2 separate regions of the Mus musculus genome follow, and region 2 is linked to region 1. Evidence: chromatin contacts called from public Hi-C data. All regions are on one chromosome and are shown on one strand. Each heading gives the region's core, a stretch centred on a gene start, on an enhancer-like site or on the middle of the called end of the contact. The rest is flanking DNA. Distances are from core to core; before and after follow the strand shown.

Region 1 (3,740 bases), core at 557-3,056:
ATGGGATAAATAAATAGTCTCTGGTTATCCTACTACTGATGATAATTTCATGTCATCCTGAAAGTAAGCAGCAAATTGTATAGTGGGGCTGCCAGACACGGAATCTTGTCTTACCTCTCTTTTATGGTTTTTAATTTAAGATTAAAAAAAAAAAAAAGAGTTGTACTGACTTCAGCCAAGGGTAAATATTAATCTCTGACCTCTTACCGTTTCTATTTTATATAGCCTTCAGAAAAATATAAGATTGCAGCAGGCCATGGGTACGAAGCCAATATGCCTGTTTATATTAATCCCCTGCTGACAGCGCTAAGGCTTTGGTGGAGACAGGAGGCAGAGCAATCACTGACATTTTCATCATGCATTTGTCTAGCACTCGGAAGACAGGAAAATAATTTATGTGTTTACTCACAGCCTATATAGGCTATTAAAATGCATTTACCTAATGAAAAAATAACCGCTGAATTTTAGAAGAACTTGCTGGCGCTACCCCATCTTTCTCTCCACCTCGCATCCCGGCGCTATCATCTGGGCGTCAGTAATCATTTGAATGAGCTGAACGGCACCGTTCATTGTTTCCCAGGGAAAAGGTCTCATCGAGGACCCACAGTCCCTTTCGATTCCCTCCTATTCTAAGTTTCCCTTTGCCTGAATTGGGGTTTGCATTTGTCTGGATTAGTGGTTGGCCTTTCAAAGAAATAGTACACCTACTTGGTATTTCAAACAGGAAATGAAGATTAGGAATTAATTATTAAAGTGGTAAAATATCTAGAACTAGAAGAAATGAGGATATGAATTTACCCAGAGATTATTGACACTTCTCTACTTTTAAGGATGACAGGAAATAGGCAGACCTAAGAGCTGGGGGCTGCTGTGTTGCTGAGTGCCAACTACTAATGCTTCTGCGGAGGAGGAAGCAAGAACTGGCCGCTCTTTATGCCCCTATCATCGCTGTTAGGGCTCATTTAGAAGCAGAAGAAGAAAAGGTATCGCCATCCCTTCCATGTTCTTAAGGAGAAGCCGGCTGTCAAGTTCATGGAGGAAATAGAATTCTTCCCTAAAGTACAAAAGAAGGGAGGAACAGGAATGAGCAGAAACAATTGGACGTCATGATGTCATGTCCTGACCCCTGGGAAAAGACCACAGACTCAATTCAATTATAATTAAGGGATCTATTGATTAGCTCCTAGCAGGATGACAGGCTTAAAGCTGAATCTCAGACATGTCATGAAGGAGGGTGTGGGAAAAGGTCTTTTAAAGGCAAAAACCACAAGAAGACCTTCACTATCTATGAAAGCAAGTAAAAACTGGTCTGTTCCATCAAGGAGACCCCAAAATGACCATTGGGTGTCTGTATAAGCAAATTACAGAAGCCAAAAATGCAGTTAGCCATATTGTAGCAAGTAGATAGTCAAGGCTTATACATGGACAAGACTGGGTGGGATCACTGGGCCAGGTTACTGGGAACTTATCTTCCAGGGACTGAAGTCAGAGACAAATGGCTGATGGGTACCAAGATGGCTGCCTAGCATTAATGGAGTTTCTTTAGCCATCGTAGTCCCCACTGGCTCTAGATCATATGAATCAAACACTGATTAACATTTATGTGTATAGACTATGCCTTAGGGTTTTTATTGCTGTGAAGAGACACCATGACCATGACAACTCATAAAGGAAAGCATCTAATTGGGTCTGGCTTACAGATCAGAGGCCCATTATTCTCAAAGAGGAAGCACGGTGGCACGCAGGCAGACATGGTGCTGGAGACGGAGCTCAGAGTCGTACATCTTGATCCGAAGGTAGCAGGAAGTGAATTGAGAGACACACTTCCTCCAACAATGCCACGCCTCCTAACAGTGCCTCTCCCTGCTAGCCTAGGGGAGCCTCTGGCTGGAATCCAGAAGTAATTCCAGTGCCAGTGAAGGAAGGAACGCGCTGGCAAGTGTGTGGGGAAGTGGGGAACGAACAAGAGCTTCCTGGTCCATGTTCTTTGCATTGGCTGCCGGTAGAAGGTGTGGCCTGGCTAAAGGGGGCGGAGGGGGGCGTGTCTTCCCACCTGGAATGAACCAGTCAAGAAATTCCCTCACAGGTATACCCAATAGCTTGGGTTTTGGTTAATTCCTGATGTAGCAAAGTTGACAACCAAGAGCAGCTATCACATGGCCCAACAGACAACTCCGGCCCTTTAACTTATTAAGCACTCAAATGTGCTTGTCTACCACATATTTAAATTTCCAGGGGTGGTAATTGTATTATGCAATTTTGAATGAGGACGAGGCTCACGTTCTCTTAAAATAGGTGACATGAACCTGGAGAGGTGGCTCAGTGGATAAAACCTTTTTGCAAGCCTGAAGACTGGAGTGTTAGTAAGTACCCATAAAAATGCTCAGAAATGAGGTTGACCTCTCTGTAGTCCAACTGGAAGGCAAAGACAGGAGGACTCTGGGCAAGCACATCAATCAGGGACATAGGTGTTCAACAAAAGAACTGCCTCAGTAAATAAAACAGAGAGCATCAAGAGAGACACCCCGTATCGAACGCTGATCTCCACATACATGTGCAATGTACATACACCTATGGATGGGAATGCATATACATGCACATATAATATATATATACACACACACATATATATATGCATATATATATGAAAAACGTGACACAAATTCTCATTAGCTTCTACCTCTAGATGGCATTACCTTTTCTTTTATTTTTTTAAGTTATATCTTCCAGATTAATTTTTGCAAGTAAGTACAAGGAAAATCAGAAGTAAGCATGTATGGCTGGCTGCTCTAGCTACAGAACATCACTACATTGTCATTGGTTGAAAATTCTACTTCTAGCCGGCTCCTTTCATCAGCCCTTCCTGGTCCTTTTCTCTCTCAGCTGGTAAATCAATATCATATTAGTCGGTGCTCTCCAGAGGAGCGGAACCAATGGAGTATCTATAGATAAATAAGAGGAAAGGCCTTTAGTAGCTGGCTTCCATGATTAGGAAAGCTAAGATGCCCCATCATTTGACATCTGTAAAGTGAGACGCTCGCAAGCCAGTGGAGTAACTCAGTCTGGGCTCTGAGAACAGGTAAGACACCGGTCCCGGACTCAGAAGGACAGAGAAATAGAAATACTCCACCTGAAGACAGGAGAGATGGCTGGCTGTCCCGTTGCTGAGGAGACTCAGCAGTTTGCCCCTCCCCTTCCTTTACTTCCGTTCAATCATGGCCGTCGGCGTGATGGCTATCTGTATTCATGAGGGGAATCGCCTCTTCATGGTGTCCTCGTTCAACTTCAGTGTCTACTAGAAAGTTCCTCACAAGCATGGCTGGAGGGCTTGCCAGCTATCACTGTCCAGCCCACACAAGATTAACCTTCAGTTATTTCATCTCCTTCCCCTGTGGGAGGGCGCTGAGCTTTCCTTCCAGAAGGTCTGCGCCCTTTATGGGGAGCCACAATATTTTACTACTTTACGTCTTAGTTACTTTCCCATTACCGTGATAAAATGCCTTAGAGGAGGTGTGGCTTTGTTGCAGGAGGTGCGTGGTGCGTGGTGCATGACTGGGGGATGGGCTTGGGGGTCTCAGAAGCTCAAATCAGTTCACTTCCTGCCGCCTGTGGATCAAAGACAGAGCTCGCAGCTCCTTCTCCAGCACCAGGTCTGCCTGCACCCTGCAGTGTAAAATCAGTGTCTATTTTTGCGAAAAAGAAAACATATGAATGCATGACAGTAGAGGAAGACTAGAAGA
Region 2 (3,740 bases), core at 509-3,008, 75 kb after region 1:
AGGACCGATTGTCAGCTCTTGTCAGAGGCACACTGTCCACTGATACTGTGAGAATTAGAACCTAAGGTTATTGCCATTCATGGGTGGTGGTGGTGGTGGTGGTGGTGGTGGTGGTGGAGCAATGACAAGTTGGAACTGACCAGGGTCCTAATGAGCAAAGCACACATTGTCTTGATTTTATTATATCGGCACAGTGCCTCAGACAAAGATCACTAAATCCCATCTTAACTAGAGAAAACCCTAAGCTGCGGGCTATACTGATATGCCTTTAAGGACCACAATACTGCTGACAGATACGGCAAACTGTGTGGAGGGAAGGTACAGAGCACTCTTCCCCTAACACGGGGACACCGGTGAGGCAGTCTGACCTTCAGAGAACGAACCCAGCATCTTAAACGGACACTCTAGAGATGATGTAAACCTCTACAACCTACAAACCAATCATCACAGAGACAGACAGGGACATTGGGGAGTCGGATCCATGACAGAAGTTCATAAAGAACATGAGGAATAGCAACGAGGCACACTGTCTCGAAAGCTTGTCTCACAGGACCACTGAAGGTCACGTGAGATGTGGGGTGTCACCTCCACTTGACATATCTTCCCCCGACTGTAGCGGTGGACAGCTTGCAAAACATGACAAAATACCAAGTGGGCTCTGCCTAGCAAAAGTGCAGAGGACTCCCAAGTTACCCTTTAGAACAGACAGTGATACCGTCTGAGACTCCTTATGCCACTGACTGATAAGACACCTCTTGATTGCTCTTTAAACGAGCTTTGTCATTGCTGTAATCCTTGGTCACTCAAGTAAATTTAAAAAAAAAAAAGCTTTTTTTTTTTTTAATAAGTTTTTCGAGACAGGGTTTCTCTGTGTAGCCCTGGCTGTCCTGGTACTCACTCTGTAGACCAGGCTGGCCTCGAACTCAGAAATCCTCCTGCCTCTGCCTCCCAAGTACTGGGATTACAGGCGTGTGCCACGCCCTGTTCTAAAAAGGCATTCTTTTAAACATGAGCCTTTTTTTCCCACAAATTTTGTTGTTGTTGTTTTGTGGTGGTGGTAAGGTTTAAAAAGGATAGAACCGCATCCATGGGAATGCGATGGAAAACATGCATTTTGAGGATTTCTGGGGCCACTGTTTAATTGAAATGTGCAACCCAAAGTCTGTTCCTTGTCACCCTAGCCAATGGTCCCCCAACAGTGTTCACACTGTTGTTTGCCCTTGGCACCACGGGGGATAAGCTGGCTGCCAGGCTGACACAGTGACAGGCAAAGAGCCTCCACTTCTCTGAGTGAGCAGTTTCCTGGCTTTGCATCCTGTCCTTGCTGGCTCTAGCTCACGCTTGGACAGCCGAGGAAAGCTGGAGTAAGACTGAACGAGGTCGACTGTACCTGGGAAAATGTGCCTTGTGAGGTTTCCCTCCTCTGCTAGCAGGTGGCCCTGCTCTCTCTTTTGGAAGCGAGAAAAGCCAGACTCATACTCTCTCTACTTCTGAAGAGAAGGGAGCCCAGCAAAGCATGGCTACAGATGATAGCCGAGTTCACACACCAACGGAGCTGCTTTTAGCTTCCCGTGATTTCCGCTGCAGGCAGTCCTGAGCCAGCAGTCAGGAGGTCTGTGCCTGGCCCCGCTGACTCCTGTAATCCACCACGGTGACCTCAAATATTTAGTGAAGAAAGAGGCATGGGAAAGAGTGAGGTATTTGCCTTTCATTTTTCCTCCTAGGGCCACGCCCATTCCTAACCAGGGGGCGGGGTTACAGAAGAATCTGGTGGCCCCCCGCAGCACTCTGTCCAAGGAGTAGAGCAGCATCACCGCACTGGCTCCACTCTGACAAAACTCCCAGCCTGCAAATGCACCGTGCGTGCGCGCTTGGCTGAGGAAAAAGCTGATGCTCCTGCCAGGCAGTGGTGGCGCACGCCTTTAATCCCAGCACTGGGGAGGCAGAGGCAGGCAGCTTTCTGAGTTTGAGGCCAACCTGCTCTACAGAGTGAGTTCCGGGATAGCCAGGGCGATACAGAGAAACCCTGTCTCCAACCCCGCCCCCACCCCCACCCCCCAAATAAAAAAGAAAGGAGAAACAAAATAGTTGAGTCTCCAGAGTGACTCAGAGTGACTCAAATGTTCCGGTGGAGTCCTCAGCAGCCTTAAGTGTGTGTGTGTGTGTGTGGGGGGGGGGGGGGGGGGGAGAACCCTGGAAAATTATTTTAAGAATCCTTCTGTCAAAAGACATATATCAATAGCTGTATACAACTAAATGCTAAACTTAATTCTGTTGGAAGTCATGCACAGCAGGGAACCAGTGAGTGTCAATAGGAAATCATTTTTAAAGTTCAATTGGGCTGAATGCGAGGAACTTGTCCTCTTGCAAAAGAGCTTTTGATTTGATTTGGCTTTGGTGCCTGGAGGTGTGTGTGGAAGTGCAGCGGTGACTCATCGCAGAGATGGATCAAGTGGCCACCAAAGGATGCTTAAGATTCCAAAGGGGACAAAAAAAAACGGACAGTTATCAACGAAACACAGCAAAGATTGCTTGTCCCTTATCTACAAAGAGAAAGCGTTTGTGATAAGCTGCAGCAGAAAACAGAGCTCATATTAAAGATAAAGCATGGAAGCTCCAGGGCCCGAAGTGTAGCCTCGCTTCCCCTCCCACCATTCTGTGTCTGTGATTGCATTAAAACAGAATACTATCTAGAACTAGCAAGACGTCTGCCCATGATTTTCAATCTTTAGACCTCAAGAGAATCCACTGACGATATTGCTAAAGTGTCCGTGTCCCTGGCTCAGCGTCCCTGAAAACACAGAGACCCTGCATTTTAACAAGCACTCCATGGTGACGGTCACCTCGCACCTATAACCCAAACAACTATCTAAAGTTTCTCTCTTCAAACTTGTCTAAGGTCTGTTAGTGACTCTTGGAATTAGTTCAATACAAGCTGTACTTAAGAAACAACAACAGCAAAAATGCCAGTGTACACTGTGCTGGGAAGTTTGGATTCCTTCATAGATAGGAAGTCAGTGTGCACCGTGTTTAGGAGCTCAGTACGCTTTGGCTTTGAGAAAGTTGGAGAAACAGAAGTCCATAGTAGATCCAGCACCACTGTTTACCACACCATCACCCTGAGTACCGAATCACTCCAGCCCTGGTTTCCTCCCACCTGTGGATGTGAGCCTGCATGTCGTTTTTTCCCTAAGGGTCAGGAATAGCAGCTAATGAGTCTGCCTTCAATATGAATGTGGACAATGTATAGTTTAGTCTGCCTTCATCAATGACCCTAACAGCAATGAAGGCATAGTGGATGAATAATGGACCATGTAGAGCTCAGACTTTCTCAAAGGACTGAAGAAACTGGGGGGTTGGGGGGCTAGAGGAGAATGTAGGTAGAAAGTAAGGGGTAAACAATGGAAGGAGAACAAATTGAGACATGATTTCATGCCAACTTAAGGCAGGATGCATTTCCATTTACTGTGTCAGTTTGTACCTATGGAGTCTTTGGGGGCCACGCTGATTCTGAGTCTGCAGCGAGGCTGAACATCATGGTTGCCAGAGACCAGAGACAGAGCATACAAAGTGCACACAAGGCTGAAGATGAGCTCAGTTTGGTAAGATGCTTGCCTAGCATGCATGAACCCCACAGTCTGGTCCATAGCCCTGCATAGAACCAGGAAGGTCAGATGTTTAAGGCTACATAATGAGTCTGAGGCCATTCTGGACTATGCAAGAATCTGTCTCAAAAGGAA

What was found. Hi-C and Micro-C count contacts between places; a contact is called where the count stands out from the background.
Region 2: a Hi-C map of hematopoietic stem cells shows a contact between it and region 1, with 4 times the contacts expected there. The contact joins two enhancer-like sites. A contact is called at or near these places in 6 of 15 datasets of contacts at CTCF or cohesin (CD8 T cells, the G1E-ER4 cell line, the NIH/3T3 cell line and 3 more), 130 of 484 Hi-C or Micro-C datasets (the 63-12 cell line, the AtT-20 cell line, B cells and 72 more), 11 of 115 datasets of contacts at active chromatin or transcription factors (the HPC-7 cell line, Th17 cells, astrocytes and 7 more) and 2 of 9 other capture datasets (embryonic stem cells and liver).

What each region holds. Positions count from the first base shown.
Region 1 is chr10:120,134,402-120,138,141 of GRCm38.p6, reverse strand. No RefSeq gene overlaps it. Among named protein-coding and RNA genes, the nearest start is that of Helb, 23 kb to the right of the region's middle. Within about 2 kb of position 1,806, at least 24 of the 459 cell types and tissues checked have an H3K27ac peak or open chromatin away from gene starts, as enhancers often do.
Region 2 is chr10:120,059,444-120,063,183 of GRCm38.p6, reverse strand. All of the region lies in intron 21 of Grip1 (glutamate receptor interacting protein 1), which reads right to left. Among named protein-coding and RNA genes, the nearest start is that of Helb, 52 kb to the left of the region's middle. Within about 2 kb of position 1,758, at least 40 of the 459 cell types and tissues checked have an H3K27ac peak or open chromatin away from gene starts, as enhancers often do.